2 separate regions of the Mus musculus genome follow, and region 1 is linked to region 2. The links are chromatin contacts, called in public promoter capture Hi-C maps. All regions are on one chromosome and are shown on one strand. Each heading gives the region's core, a stretch centred on a gene start, on an enhancer-like site or on the middle of the called end of the contact. The rest is flanking DNA. Distances are from core to core; before and after follow the strand shown. Region 1 has its middle 33 kb from the start of Gm19673. Region 2 holds the start of Ogfrl1 (opioid growth factor receptor-like 1).

What was found. Promoter capture Hi-C pulls out the DNA fragments that hold promoters and counts their contacts.
Region 1: a promoter capture Hi-C map of neutrophils shows a contact between it and region 2. The contact joins the enhancer-like site here to the promoter of Ogfrl1 in region 2. A contact is called at or near these places in 4 of 39 promoter capture datasets (the C10 cell line, macrophages, neutrophils and 1 more), 4 of 484 Hi-C or Micro-C datasets (erythroblasts, granulocyte-monocyte progenitors, neutrophils and 1 more), 5 of 115 datasets of contacts at active chromatin or transcription factors (the HPC-7 cell line, bone marrow-derived macrophages, microglia and 1 more) and 3 of 9 other capture datasets (adipose tissue, liver and pancreatic islet).

The regions. Positions count from the first base shown.
Region 1 is chr1:23,428,571-23,436,508 of GRCm38.p6, forward strand. No RefSeq gene overlaps it. Among named protein-coding and RNA genes, the nearest start is that of Gm19673, 33 kb to the left of the region's middle. Within about 2 kb of position 5,276, at least 41 of the 459 cell types and tissues checked have an H3K27ac peak or open chromatin away from gene starts, as enhancers often do. A contact at or near this core is called in adipose tissue, bone marrow-derived macrophages, erythroblasts and 3 more, where this site is marked.
Region 2 is chr1:23,380,503-23,387,964 of GRCm38.p6, forward strand. Ogfrl1 (opioid growth factor receptor-like 1) reads right to left here and starts at 2,673. Exons shown (of 7, transcript NM_001081079.1): 1 at 2,313-2,673. The coding sequence starts at 2,549.

The DNA of each region.
Region 1 (7,938 bases), core at 4,026-6,525, 51 kb after region 2:
TGCCCTGCCCTAGAAACCCCCTATCCCATCCCCTCCCCCTGCATATATAAGGGTGTTCCCTCTCCCACCCACCCACCTACTCCTTCCTCCCTGCCCTGGCATTCCCTTACTTGGGGCATTGAGCCTTCACAGGACCAAGGGGCTCTTCTCCCATTGATGCTTGACAAAGCCATCCTCTGCTATATATGTGGCCAGAGCCCTGGCTCCCACCATGTGTACTCTTTAGTTTGTGGTTTAACCCCTGGGAGCTCTGGGGGTGGGGGGGTCTGGTTGATTGATATTGTTATTCTTCCTATGGGGTTGCAAACCCCTTCAGCCCCTTCAGTCCTTTATCTAACTCCTCCATTGGGGACCCCGTGCTGAGTTCAATGGTTGAATGCAAGCATCCACCTCAGTATTTGTCAGGCTCTGGCAGGGCCTCTTAGGAGACAGCTATACCAGACCCCTGTCAGCAAGCACTTCTTGACATCCACAATAGTGTCTGGGTTTGGTGACTGTGTATGGGATGGATCACCAGGTGGGGCACTCTCTGTATGGCTTTTCCTTCAGTCTCTGCTCCACACTTTGTCTCTGTATTTCCTCTCATGAGTATTTTCCCCCTTCTAAGAAGGACTGAAGCATCCATACTTTGTTCTTCCTTTTTTTGAGCTTCATGTAGTCTGTGAATTGTATCTTGGGTATTCCAAGCTTCTGTGCTAACATCCACATACCAGTGAGTGCATACCATGTGTACTCTTTTGTGACTGGGTTACCTCACTCAGGATGATATTTTCTGTTCCATCCATTTGCCTAAGAATTTCATGAAGTTTAATAGCTGACTAGTACTCCATTGTGTAAATGTACCAATGTACCAATATTACCAAATGTATACAGGTACCAATAGTAATCTCAAATTTTGTATAAATATAAGAAATTTATATCAATGAAAACCTTAAATCTGCTTCAATCTATAAATTCTGCACCAATGTAAAATTATAGCTTCAATCTGTATCAATTATGAAGATTTCTACTGCCTCCCCATCCCCCTGACTCCACATGGATGTCCCTATCCTCCACCCCACCTGACCTCTAAACTCCCTGGGGCCTCCAGTCTCCAGAGGGTTAAGTGCATCATCTCTGAATGAACAGAGAGCTGAAAGTCCTCTACTGTATGTGTGTTGGGGGCCTCATATCAGCTGGTGTGTGCTGTGTGTTTGGTGGTTCAGTGTATGAGAGATATGATAGATCCAGATTAAAATGGAGAGTAGGTTTGGGGAATAAAATATGGAGTGTAAATAAATAAATGAATAAATGAATGAATGAATAAATAAATAAATAAGATTTCTACCAATGTAAGATTGTGGTTATATGTTTTGTTTAAAAATAAATTTAACCTTTGAGTAGAGGAAGGCTGACTTGAGTTAATCCAGCCACTTTGCTGAAGTTCTTTATCATCTGTAGAAGTTCTAGTGTGCATTTTTTGGGTCACTTGTGTATACTATCATATCATCCCCAAACAGTGATATCTTGACTTCCTCCTTTCCAATTTGTATCCCCTTGACCTCCTTTTGCTGTCTAATTGCTCTGGATAGAATGTCAAGTACTGTATTGAATAGGTAGGGAGAGAGTGGGCAGCCTTGTCTTGTCCCTGATTTTAGTGGGAGCACTTCAAGTTTTTCTTCATTAAGATTGATGTTGGCTATTGGCTGCTGTATTTTGCTTGCATTATATTTATGTATGTATACAGGTATGGACTTTGAATTCCTGATCTCTCCAATACTTTTAGCATGAAGGGGTGTTATATTTTGTCAAAGGCTTTTTCAGCATCCAATGAGAGGACCATGTGGGTTTTTTTCTTTGAATTTGTTTATATAGTGGAATACATTGATGAATTTCCTTATATTGAGCCATCCCTGTATCCCTGGAATGAAGCCTACTTGATCATGGTGAATGATCATTTTGATGTGTTCTTAGATTCGATTTGTGAGAATTTTACTGAGTAATTTTGCATCGATATTCATGAGGAAACTAGTCTGAAGTTGTCTTTCCTTGTTGGGTCTTTGTGTGGTTTAGGTGTCAGTGTAACTGCGGCTTCATAGAATGAGTTAGGTAGTGCTCCTTCTGTTTCTATTTTATGAAATAATTTGAGAAGTATTGGTGTTAGGTCTTCTTTGAAGGTCTGATAGAATTCTGCACTAAAGCCATCTAGTCCTGGGCTTTGTTGTTGTTGTTGTTGGGAGACTTAACAACTGCTTCTATTTCCTTAGGGGCTGTGGGACTGTTTAAATGGTTTATCTGATTCTGATTTAACTTTGGTACCTTGTATCTGTCTGAAAATCATTCATTTCATCTAGATTTTCCAGTTTTGTTGAGTATAGGCTTTTGTAGTAGGATCTGATGATTTTTTAAAAATTTCCTCTGTTTCTGTTGTTATGTCTCCCTTTCATTTCTTATTTTGTTAATTTGGATACTGCTTCTGTGCCCTCTGGTTAGTCTGGCTTAAGATTTATCTATCTTGTTGATTTTTCTCAAAGAGCCAGCTCCTGGTTTGGTTGATTCTTTGTATAGTTTCCTTTGTTTCTACTTGCTTGATTTCAGCCCTGAGTTTGATTATTTCCTCCTGTCTATTCCTCTTGGGTGAATTTGCTTCTTTTTGCCTTAGAGCTTTCAGGTGTGCTGTCAAGCTGCTGGTGTATGCCCTCTTCAATTTCTCTATGAAAGCACTCAGGGCTATGAGTTTTCCTCTTAGCACTGCTTTCATTGTGTCCCATATGTTTGGGTATGTTATGCCTTCATTCTCATTACATTCTAAAAAGTCTTCAATTTCTTTTTGTATTTCCTCCCTGACCAAGTTATCATTGAGTAGATAATTGTTCAGCTTCCGTGTGTACGTGGGCTTTCTCTTGTTGTTGTTGAAGGCCAGCCTTAGTCCATGGTGATTTGGTAGGATGGATGAGAAAATTTCAATCTTTTTGTATTGGTTGAGGCTTGTTTTGTGTCAGATTATATGGTCAATTTTGTAGAAAGTACCATGAGGCTCTGAGAAGAAGGTGTATTCTTTTGTTTTAGGGTGAAATGCTCTGTAGATATCTGTTACGTCCATTTGGTTCATAACTTCCATTAGTTTCACTGTGTCTCTGTTTAGTTTCTATTTCCAGGTCTGCTTTGGTGTGTAAAATATGCATCTCAGTCCCTTGTCTTAGGGGTCAAAAACTGAAACCAATACTTCCCTCATTCTTTCTATCCTCCCTCCTTTCTTTTCTTTTGTTTTCCTCTCCTCTCCTCTCCTCTCCTCTTCTTTTCTTTTCTTCTTTCTCCTCTCTCCCTGCCTTCCTTCCTTTCTTTCTCTCCCTTTCTCTCTCTCTCTTTCTTTCTTTCTTTCTTTCTTTCTTTCTTTCTTTCTTCCTTCCTTCCTTCCTTCTTTCCTTCCTTTCTTCCTCCCTTCCTCCCTCCCTCCCTCTCTTTCTTTCTTTCTTTCTTTCTTTCTTTCTTTCTTTCTTTCTTTCTTTCTTTCTTTCTTTCTTCTCTTCCTTTCTTTCCTTCTTTCTTTTCATCTTTCCTTTCTATCTTTTGTTTCTTTTTCATTCCTTTTCATTCCTCCTTTCCTTCTTCCTTATGGTCCACTCCTTCCCCTTCTATTTAGTAAAACAGAGATTGATTTGCATAGACTTTTCCTCTTTCCTCTAGGGTCAGAAACTGTATGAACTTATTAAATTTCCTCTCACAGGCATATCTTTCTGTTGCTTTCTCATTTTGTAAGGAGTTTCAGAGATTGTAAACACCCAAAACCCTAGACTTCCTTTTTTTTTTCTCTCTCTCCTAGAAGGAATTTTTTATATCTGTAATTCCCTTTCTGGTAACCTGTTCACTCCACCTCTTTATGTTCTTTATGTTTCTAGGTGACCAAAGACTGTGTGCCACATTTTCTCTGCATTGTACTCTTGGATAAGTGTTTACTCATCTTCATTAAGTTTTTTCTATCTTTTCCTCACTTAAAAGTGTTCAATGCATCAAGAAAAAAAATAGCCCTTCTACAGAAAAAGAGGGCATTTGAGATGGAGCAGCACTTGGCCAGACTTTTTGCCAAAGCAGCTGCTGAACTATTAGCATTTCAAGCTTCATGAAACAATTGATGTACCAGGGCTTCCTCAACTTGTGGCTCTACTACACATTGAACAGAGTCAGTGCTGGAAGGAAAAAGAATCTCCAAGGTAAGGTTATGTGGTTTTCCTCCATCGTTAGTGTGTGCAACTGTGCCAGTTTCTACAAGCACATTAGTGAACACTGAGAGAGAAAGACATTTGCCATACTGGGCATACCTCTCATACCCTAAGAGAGCCTGAGGATATTCTTCTACTCCTGAGGCTGAAGATGTGGGAAGTGCCGGCTGGCAGTATTAAACTGGCAAAAACCCTTGTGAAAAGACAAAGGATACAGCTGACATAATGGGCTCAAATGGAAAATTTGCTTTTTTGTGTGTGCTAAAGGTTGTATCAACAAGTATTCCTGGAAAATAGCTATCTCTGCAGAGAGCATTTGACTGATTAAGACTGAAGTGATGTGTTGAGATTGGAATGTTTCAGGTCTAGAGGCTAATGTCTAATCTCCAGGCGAGCTTTAGCCACCTATACAGCCGTTCTTTGCCCACCTCTGTTTTGGAACTACCACCCTGTGACTAATAAAATAAAATGGAATCTATTAATTTATCAGATCTTGGCTTCTACCAATCCCAATGCTAAGAATGTTGTCAGATAGTGTCTGAGACCTATAGAAAAGCTTCCTGTATTTTGCTGGAACCACCTGGCAAATATATCCATTTATGTATTTTAAACTTGACTTGATTTATGACATTCTTTGTTCTGTAAAATGATAAAACTTCATGAAGCTGTTACCATGTTGGAGCATAGAATTTGGAGTAACATATATCTGTGTTCTCAGACCATGTTCACCCGAATTTGGCTCCAGAATAAATTATCTTTTAATCTTTTGATGGTGAGAACTGTGGGTTGTCTATTTGTTTAGTCTGTGTTTATGTGTGTGCGCGTGTGTTTTGTTTTTCTATCAATAATTGTAATAGTTCTTAGGGAATCTTTTGATTTTTGTTGAAAAGGACAATAATTTTTTAAATTGTTTTCTCCCTGAGATAACAGTCTATATTTGACCACCTGCTGATTGTGAAACTGGAAAGAGAAAAATGAGGAACAAGAGAAGAAATGTTCTCAAAGCAACATTGGTTCTAGCCAAAAAGTAAGTAAGAACTTCCTGTCCCAGTGTTTGGAGAGCTCACGAGCTCTGCATGTTTCTCAATGGACATCAGATTTCACAACCTCGCCGGACATCACTGACTCCTTCCCCTTCACTTGAATGTGGACTTCCCTTGTAGAGTTAAACCAAGTTAGTTTCCTTCAGACCATTTTATAATCAAGAATATCTACTAAAGTTTCCCATACAGATCACTGAGTGAGAAGTCAGGATGATTAGATTTGAAGTCCAACTTTCCTTGTTATTGTCTGACTTCAGAAAACAGTGTTTATTTAAGCTCCCATTTCCCAAAGAACAGGTCTTCCTAGAGGGCAGAAAGAGTATTTCCTGTCCTTGAAGGTATTCTTCTGGACACTTGCAAACTACTTCTTAAGACTCCTATGGAGGGGCTAAAGAGATGGCTCAACAGTCAGAAGAGTGCTGACTGCTCTTCCAGAGGACCCAGGTTCAATTCCTAGTAGCCATATGGCAGTTCATCACTGTCTATAACTCCAATATCTGACACCCTCAAATAGACATACATGTAGGAAAATCACCAGTGCTCTTAAAATAAACATACATAAATTAAAAATAAAATAACTATCAAATTAAAAAGAAAAGACTCTTGTGGAATTTCTGTATAATGAACTTGGTGACTCCTAAAAAGCTCTCCAAACCTGAAACACAAAGTCTTCTCTGTTTTAGTTTAGTTTTGTTGTTGTTTATTATTTTGGTTTGTTTGTTTGTTTTTTAGAGGAAGGGAAAACAGAGAGTGAAAGAAGAACCTAAAATATTTATCTAACCTTATATAGTTTTCAGCTCCTGGCTCTGCAAATTGCTCTGAGCTTTCTAAATTTGTGCTTCTCCTATCTTGACTGATACCAAATCAGATGTTAGCATTCTGTCTAAGCTGCACCCCACAGTTACCTGGCAACAGCTAGGTATGGCTGACTCACTATAAAAGGGGGTGCTTGTCCCCTCCTTGCTCTCTCGCTCTCTTGCTCTCTTGCTTTCTCTTGCTCTTGTTTTCCCTGCCTCCCCTCTCTCCCTATTCCCTTCCCTCTCTCTCTCTACATGCTCATTGCTGACCTCCTCTTCTCTCTCTCTCTCTCTCTCTCTCTCTCTCTCTCCTGTCTTGATAGATGATGATTTTTTTCTACTGCCATTGAGTTATGGTCTGCTCTATTTAGATATAATCAATTGATATAGCCCTTAACCTTGTCAGAAGTCTGATAATTATTAATACATTTAAGTTTGTGACAGACAAAGTCTTCCGAAGCCTTTAACAGTTCACTCCCACGAGGTCTCAGAAGATATGGACACAATTGCAAGAAGCTGCCTAGGTTGTGGTATGGTAACCACTGAAAAACACAGTGGACAAAACTGGATACCCTGAGCCTTATTTAAATCAAGGAAAGTCATTTCTCATGTCACATGTATCTATGCCACAGGGAAAAAAAAAGGATCTTTGTCTTCTGGGCTTAAAAGCCAGACTGACTCTGCCCAAGTTGCCATGAAGACCACAGAGACCACAGGGAACTATTGGCTAGTGGACTCTGTCATTTTTTAATTGATATATGACTGCTAGATTATAGTTTATTCTTTCTTAGATTTCTGATTACATTGACAGCTAAGGTAACTGTAGCTTGACAGCTAGAAAAAGCTTTCCCAGGTGTAATCAGTTACTTTCTTACCTAAACTTGGTTTCCATTGATTAAATGCTTCATATTTCCTCTTCTTGCTATGCCACTGTCCTAACATCATTCAAGTTCTTATAAATTTGCCTACCCCTAATTAAAATTCCACTACATATACAATCCAAGTATATAATCACAAATTCTTGTTCCTTCTGACCCACAAAGGCTCATCTAAAAGACTGTTCATATTGTTAACTCATGTTGTTATCTCTTTTGTAAGCTTATAAGCTACAGAAAACTCACTCACATCTACCTCTCATGGACCAAATAGACTCTATCCAGATAAGTACATCTGCCAAAGTTCTGGGTTTCAAATATACATCCAAGAAAAAAATTTGTTTTTCCCAAATGTACTTAATTGTATTTTCTACCTATAATATAAATATGTGTGTGTGTGTGTGTTTCAGCATCTTGTCAAGTTCAGGCACTTATTACATCCAGGACAGCTCCAGAGAAGCAACCTACAGATGCTCCAATCTCCTCTCACAGACACAGATGATTCTACTGGACTTGGTTCTTCTGGTCTATCCTTGGATGGTTCCACAGATCCTGGACAGCAAGGAAACAGGAAACAGCCAACTCCTAAGACTGGACAAACATCTCCATACCCATTCCTCTGTAAGATTTGTGGTAGCTCAAAATGACCACGGTTGTAAAAAGTTAAGTAAATGTGTTTTTTTTCCCCCAGAATTTGATTCACTGAAAGGTGTGCTAAGAGATAGTCCTCTGATTGTTTAGAAAAGCCCACACAACAAGTCCTTTCCGGGCAGTGGCAGCACCAGGTTACCTTGGGCACAGAATCGGCAGACAACCCCAAGGTCCCTAGAGGACTCTCCACGAAATCTTAGGGCAACTGACCAGACAGCTCCACGCTCCTCAAAGGAGACACCACTTCCTGACACTGTAACACACCCAGGATCTTTGACAACAGAATCCCAGGATAAAAGGAGCTTGGTCACACCAGTATTTCAGGGTCTCAGAGGAACTTGACTGCCAAGAACTCTGACACACCCAGAATCTC
Region 2 (7,462 bases), core at 1,423-3,922:
TTTAGCTGAATCTTAGTTTCATCATCTGTGAAACGAAGCTAATGACTCACGGCCTGCCTGTTCCCCAAGACTACCATGTAAATGACGGCATCCCTCAGCCCGCCAGAGTCTGCCCCATTCACTGCTGTACCCTGGCCGCTTTCACCTCCTCAGCAAGGAATCTGCTCCTTAATTCCCCTTCCCTGGATCATCAAAACTTGGCTCTTCCAAACCATTCCATGCAACCACCAAACACACTGTAGTCTCTCCAATCCTAAGCATAACGCCTCCCTTGACCCAGGTCTACCCTACTTGCAGGCTGTGTCTCTGCTTTCTTCTGAAGTGAATCTTCACCAAGGAACTGACACTCTGTCCAGGGCATTGCTTTAAAATGGGACTATTAGGAACTTTCCAAACCAATCCCCCATTTACTCAAATCATGTCTCAGCGGTCATCCCAGGGACTTCCCAGCAGCTGGGACCCTGTAAGGCCCTGAAGCAGTGTTAACACTTAGCTGTCAGAATACCACTCTCTCCTGACTTGCTTCCTGTACCATTGCTCCCCTTTTTCTCGTCTTAATCACAACCCGTATAGACAGCCTTATTCTCACCCCTCATGACTCTTTGATGACCTCTTATCTTGCATTGATTTTTTTTTTTTGAGTACAACTTATCCTAAATGCATGCCTATAGCTCCAGCTTAGACAGTATCTATGTATAGATACTAAATGCAAGCCTATAGCTCCAGCCTAGACGGAGCATCTATTTATAGAGACCATTAACTACTCGCCCATCCACTTGGGTGTCTAATAGGACGCAAAACTTAGCATAAGCCTTGACTTAACCTCTGAAACATCTTTCACCCCAGGTTTCCTCACCTCAGTTAGTGGTACCATCTTTTGTCTAACGTTTACAGAGATGGATGAGAGCAAAGACAGTGAGCGGGTGAAACCAGTCTGCAACCTCCTTTAAAGGGGGAACTGACCGGTCCGCATAGTGGGCAAATAGAGTAAGGAGTCAAAACAGCGTCACAACGATTATTTAAGAAGTCTGGTGGAACTTCCAGGAACAAAAATTAACAATTAAAGGATGCTCTATTCTTACTCAGGTTGCAGAGTATTTGTTGAAATGGTATGTTATTTTACAATTGACCTAGTTAATTGTATTAACAAGTTTTGTTTTTGTTTCTTTAATTCCAAACTTCTCAGTGGCTATTTGCTATTTACTTGGAAGACAAATGGGAGGATAAGACGCTGAAATGTGGCATGCGCTATTGTTTTGGGGTTGAGCACATAACACTAAGTGCAAAATACAAACGGGAACAGAAGACAAGGGCGGCCAAGATCTCATTAGCAGGGCCAAGGCCCTCACTTTGGCCACAGACATACTTTTCTCCTCGTATGCTTTGGGCAAGATTTCCTTTAAGGCTCACAGTTCTCCAAAATGGGGAATTAAAACGGACCGCACACCTGGAAATTGCATTCCATTCAATAACACGCTCAATTAACCTGGATGGGAAGGCTCGGACTTCCTGGAAAGGTGATGCTTCCCCTAAAGTCACATTGGATTTTGGGCTCCATTTTCCTTCAAGTTGTAAGAGGGAGGCCTAATACAGAACCACCAACCTTAAACGGTGCAGACTTCTTTAAAAATATACAGTTCCTCCTTTTAAAAGTTTCTGAAGCCACAAGAGGTTAAGGGACGCCATCTATCTCTCTTCTAACCTATCTACCTAATTGTATTGGTCAACTGACTTAAGCTTGGTTGGATCAACAAGTCTTCTGGGTGAACGTAAATGTTAAAGGAATACTCAAGTCGTTGAAAGGTTTCTCTTGGGGAAATGAACGGTGTTATTTTAAGTTTGCTCAGGAACCTTCTGTGATACTTTTAATGCCCGTTGGACCCTCGCTGGGAGGGGGAGGCTGCGGGCCGCTTCACAACTGCAGTTGTCTTGCTCTGAATAATATTTTAAATCTTTTTTTAAAAAATTAAAATTAAAAAAAAATCAATAACAGGCACTGGCCGGGTCCTCCTCACAATCTTCTATTTTTAGTTTAGTTCCTCCCACCCCACCTTCGCATCACCCAGCTGCGCTGCAGAGGCAAAGAGAACACCGAGTGGGGTCGGGGTCTGCCTTGGGGAGACTTCCCTGCGAGGTTCACAGCAAGGCCCCCTGGGCTAGCAGCTAGCCACCTGGGCACCGCAGGCTCCCTTAGGTCGGGTGCCCGGGCCAAGCACGCCGAGCATCCCGCCCTGCATCCCCGGGGGCAGTCCCCTCCCGGGCGCCGGGAGCACGACCTCGCCGGGCCCACCGTGGGTCCCGGGGCCGCGTACCTGCTCCGCGCCCGCCGCCTCGGCGTGGTCCTCGGGCACGGGGCTGGCGCGGGGCCGCCCTCCGGCTCTCTCGGGAGGTTGCTTGGGCTGCTCCGGCTCGTCGTGCTGCTGGCCCTCGCCACCGCCTGCCGGCCCCGGCTGCTCGGGCTCGGGCTCCGAATCGGTCTGCCAGGTGGAGTCGCAGTCCTCCACGGTGGTGGGCTCGCGGAAGCTGACCCCGCCGAGCAGGTTGCCCATTGAAGAGGCGGCGGCGGGCGCGGGCTGCGGTAGCGCGCTAGGGCCCGGGCATGGCCGCGCTCCGCTCGCTCGGGGCGCAGGCGGCTGCTCGCCCGGCCCGCGCCGCACAGCTCAGCGCGGCCGCCGGCGCTCCGGCGCACAGGCGGGGAGGAGCCGGGCCCCCCGGAGCCGCCGCCGCACGCGTCCCAGCCAGCCCATCCCGCCGCCGCCCCGCCCTGCCCCGCCCCGCCCCAGCGAAGCCAACCCACTCCCGAGCGCGCGGCACCAGCTCCACCGGGACGCGCCCCCCTCCACGGTCCCCGGGAGTGGCCAGGGGTCAGCTGCCCCGCCCCCTGTGGACCGGGATCCGCCCCCTTGGGGCTCCTCCCAGCCAAGCGAGAAGCCTGATCCCGCCCAGGTCAGAGAGTGGAAGGAGGTGTCTCCATCAGCAGACCGGTCCTGCCCACACCCCCGCCCCCACTGGCTGCTCCAAGAGGAAGACAAATTAGCCACAGCAGAAGACAAAAGCTAATCTTGACAGTGCACCCTCTAAACAGGAAATCCAAGCTTCGGGAACAGTACTTAAGGCCACCTAGAATCCCTGCGGTCTATAAAATAAAAGTCAGAGCTCTCTGTCCCCTCATCTTAAAAGCAAACTTCTCTCGAAACAAAGGAGCAAGAAGAATTAGGCCAGCACATTTATTTCATCAGTGAGTAGTCCACATTTGTGCTCTGGGCAGAAAAACGTCGGCATTTATACAATGAACAGGCTGGTTCTAAGTGGAGTGCTGAAGACTATGGTTCTAAGGACCAGAGGCAAACCTGCTGTAAGAATACTTCTAGGCAAAATAACAACCAAAGCATCTGAAAATGGCAGAGCGTGAAACCAACTCCAGGAGCTAGTGGCCCGATGCCTGCACCTGAGTCTTGATGGGATTTTTTCTGCCGTGGGACATTGCCTGGGATCATGGGTTAGTTTTATTAGATGCATCAATTGTACTCAGAACTAGTAATTAAATAGATTGCAAATCCAGGTAGATGGGTATTGCTTAAGGAAGATTTGGCTAGAAGATGCCTCTCCACAGATAAATCAGTGGTTGTTTCTTTCCAAACTTCACAGTAGGGTGTGACTCTACTAGCAGTTTCTGGCTTTGGACAGGTCACGTAACTTCTTGAGACCCCGGTAGTCTCCTCATCTTCAAAATGAAGCCAGGTTTTTCTCTCTGGAATGGCATCTAGCTTCACCTTTAATGACCTTATGACTATCAGGGGCCACACAAAAAGAACGTTCTGGTCAGATATTCATTCATAAAAACTGATGATATTAGGATGAAGTCCTTGTCAGATCCAAACAAAATTAGAACTTGACAGTATTATTGGGGGAGGGGTGTTCATACCTGTCTGAGGTAGGGAGTTTCTTGGTTGATAAGATGTTTGTTTTAATAGGCCAGCTTGCTTTGCGCACCTCTCCCACAACAGGGGGTCGGGAAGGGGATAGGATTATCTGTAACATTAAGACTGCAGCAGTCCATACGAATGCTCACGCAGAGAATTTGCCTAGCAATCCTACAAACTATACAAGGGAACCCACCTCAAGACCTTCTTCCCCCCTCCTCCAAAACCCAAAGTCTTGATATTCAAGACGTTTTTGTAAGTTTATCTCTTTTTAAATTTAGAGTCGAATCCTTCCTCAAACCCTGTTGACTATATCTGTGGTTAATTCTTGTTCGTCTCCTCTCTCCCAGGGCTCTGCTCATCCCAAATAAATGTCACTGCAGAGAACCTCTGATCATGGTTTATGTTGACAATGACTTAGTGAGAAAAAAAAAAAAAAAGTATGGGGCAGCTGTAGAACAAATCAATCTGACACTGTTAAAATTCAGGGATTCCATTTGTCTTCCATCAGAACCGGACTAGAATACACTGCAAAGTGAACATTTAGTCCAAGATCGGAGCTGAAAGCCTAGTGGTAATGTGCCCAGGTGCTCTACCTGTTTCCCACCTGTATTGTAGAATAAGTCCATTGCAATGTCTTTGCTGTCCTGTAATTAGGAGTCTATTTTCCCTGCTCCCAGAATGTCGTAGTTGCATGGAGTTCTTTGTCTAGGGTTGAGGCCCCATGAGACTTCCCCCTTTTCGTGTTAGCATGTCTATCGGTGCCATCCCTGTTCAGCTCATGTTCATGAGTCTTCCTGGGTGTAGCTTCCCTGACAGGTCTAGAAGAGGAAATCGCAAAGCAAACTCCTGTTTCTCTGGCTCTTTCAGGGTTTCCCCTACCTCTTCCACTATATGCAACAATAATTTTTTTAAAAACATAGTTTGTGAACTTGATTTTTAAAAATAAATAGAAGGGAGTAGGGTACATGGGAAGGGTTGGAGGGAGGAAAGGGAAGGATAAAAATAATATAATCATATTTTAATTTCAAAATTTAAAAAAAAGAGAGAAAGAGAAAGATAGAGTTTTAACCCTCACTCTTGAATTGGTTATAATCTACCTTAAAAAATAGAACCTGGAATAAGATATATTTTAAGATTTTCAAAGTTAAGCCAAAGGGAACTTTGCATTTTCAGTATATTAGTTTGGGTTATTCCCTCTGATAGCTCTGGGCTGACATGTAAATTCAACTCCTATGATAGTGCCTCGCCGAAAAGGCCACTGGATGTGGACCCTGGCCAGGTCTGCCGACTAACCCCTGCCTCTCAGTATCTCCTATGAAATGTGAATGGCTTCATGTTGACTTCATCCACCAGATAAATCTCATTCAGTAAGATTCATTGATCCTACTTGGAACAAAATAAACACCCAATAGAGCACTGCTCAAATTTCTGAGTCGTAAAATTTGATAAAATGACTACTGTTTTTAGGTCACTAAATTCTGAAGTGCTCTGTTATACAGTGGGGAGCGTGCATGCAAGCATACATATATTTACATATATAATCATAAGTAACTGCTACAGTTAAGCTCCTACATTTTCTTATACCTTTTGATCTTTTTATTAGTTTTTTAATAGGGTTATAGATCATCTGCCAAGGTGTGAAATGTGTTTATTGGTGAATGTAGTTTTAGGTGAGAAATTATAAAAGCATAGTATAGAAAAACTCTTAGAGTAAGTTTAAAGCAATAATATGCCTACATTGTATTCAACATATGTTTTTAATAGTTAATTCTGAATATCTCTTAGGCCCTGTAATAAAGGAATTACCCTTAATGAAGAATGTTTTAAAAACTTCCTACCTTTGAGAGCATACAACATTCTTGAATTAACAGTTAAGTGTGTTTCTAGAAATGCATCCTTTTGCTGGATATGGTAGCATATAAGGGTTAGTACTATTGTAAGGATGCACTGTGACCAAAAAGGCAACTCAGGGAGGAAAAGGTTCACTTCATCTTTCAAATGTCAGGTCATGATCCTCCTCTTAGGGAAGTCAGAGCAGGAATGGAAACACAGCAGGAATAGAGTCAGGGAGGAATGCTGCTTACTGGCTTGTTCCCTATGGCTTGCTCAGCCTGCTTTCTTATAGTACCAGGGCCATCAGCCCAGGGGTGTCCCCAACTACAATGTGAAAGGCCATCCCACATCAATCACTAATTAAGAAAATGCCCTAGGCTTACCTTCAAGAGGAATTTTCATTGAAGCTCTTTCCTCTCAGATGACTTTCAATTGTATCTAGTCAATATAAAACTAGTCAGCATAGCCCCTGTGGTGCTGGCTACTCAGAAGACTACAGTAGGGGGGTTAATTTAGCCCTGGAGTTCAAAATTAACCCAAGAAACAGGGGGAAATTGACTGAAAACAAAATAAATTTCAATACTTAACCCATAACCAGGAATCACCTTTAGTGTATGTTAGGTCTAGTCATTATTCTTCTAAAACATCTTTCAAGAGTATCAAATTGAACACTGTCCTGGTTCGAGTGGGTTTGGCCGCATAGACTGGTATTTGAATGCTTGGCCCACTATTAGGAAGTGTGTCTTTGTTGGAGTAGGCATGGCCTCGTTGGAGGAACTGTATCACTGTGGGGGTGGCTCCACCAAGGGTGGAAGCCAAACTTCTGGCTGACTTAGGATCAGGATGTAGAACTCTTTCTTCAGCACCATGTCTACCTGGATGCTTCCATGTTTCCCATTGTGCTGATACTGTGTGACTGAACCTCTGGAAACCCAAACTAAGACAAGCACTACTGCAATTTGTATGAGGAATGAAGAGAAAAGTACCCTCCGAATAAATAATAATGAAACATGGTTCCTGCCTCCCTGCATTCAGATTCTTCCCAATTCACACAGGTACTACTGCACCTCCCCAGGGTAATTCTGCTTTCAATTTTGTTTGGGGAGCATTGAAATGTCTTAAAGAGTAATGGACATTTCAGAAACTAAACCTTTCGGGTAGATTCCCAAATACATCAGATATAACTTGATTTTTATGGTGAGTTGTGTTTTAAGAATATTAATGAAGAAGCTCTATTGTTGACTATGTCCTTTGGGAATCTTCCAAATAAAACCAGAGGTCAGCTAAGGCCCAGTTTACCTAACCCCACAGCAGCAGCCCATAGAATCCTAGAGGTGGAAAGAAAAAAGATGCCTCAAAGACACAGTTGAGCGCTGTAGCAGTCCCTTCACAGTAGAAGTCTCTGCTAATGCTTGCAGGGTCACTGTACCCTTGGGAAGAAGATGCTCTTTGCCCCATGGGACCAGAGTCCAAGTCCAGACTCCAGGACAGACCTTCACCAAGGACACACCTTATACAACCTCTCCTGGAGTCTTTGGCCAAACGGGAGCTCCCTGGAGATTTTCATTGATCTCCCCTTTCTAAATAAGGGATTTGTAAATGTGTTTTATTTTATGAAGATAAAATTCGGGGTGGCTTTGTACTAGCACCCAGTACTAGCTCTCCTGCATGGGCCACACCACTATTACCACCACAATACCTCC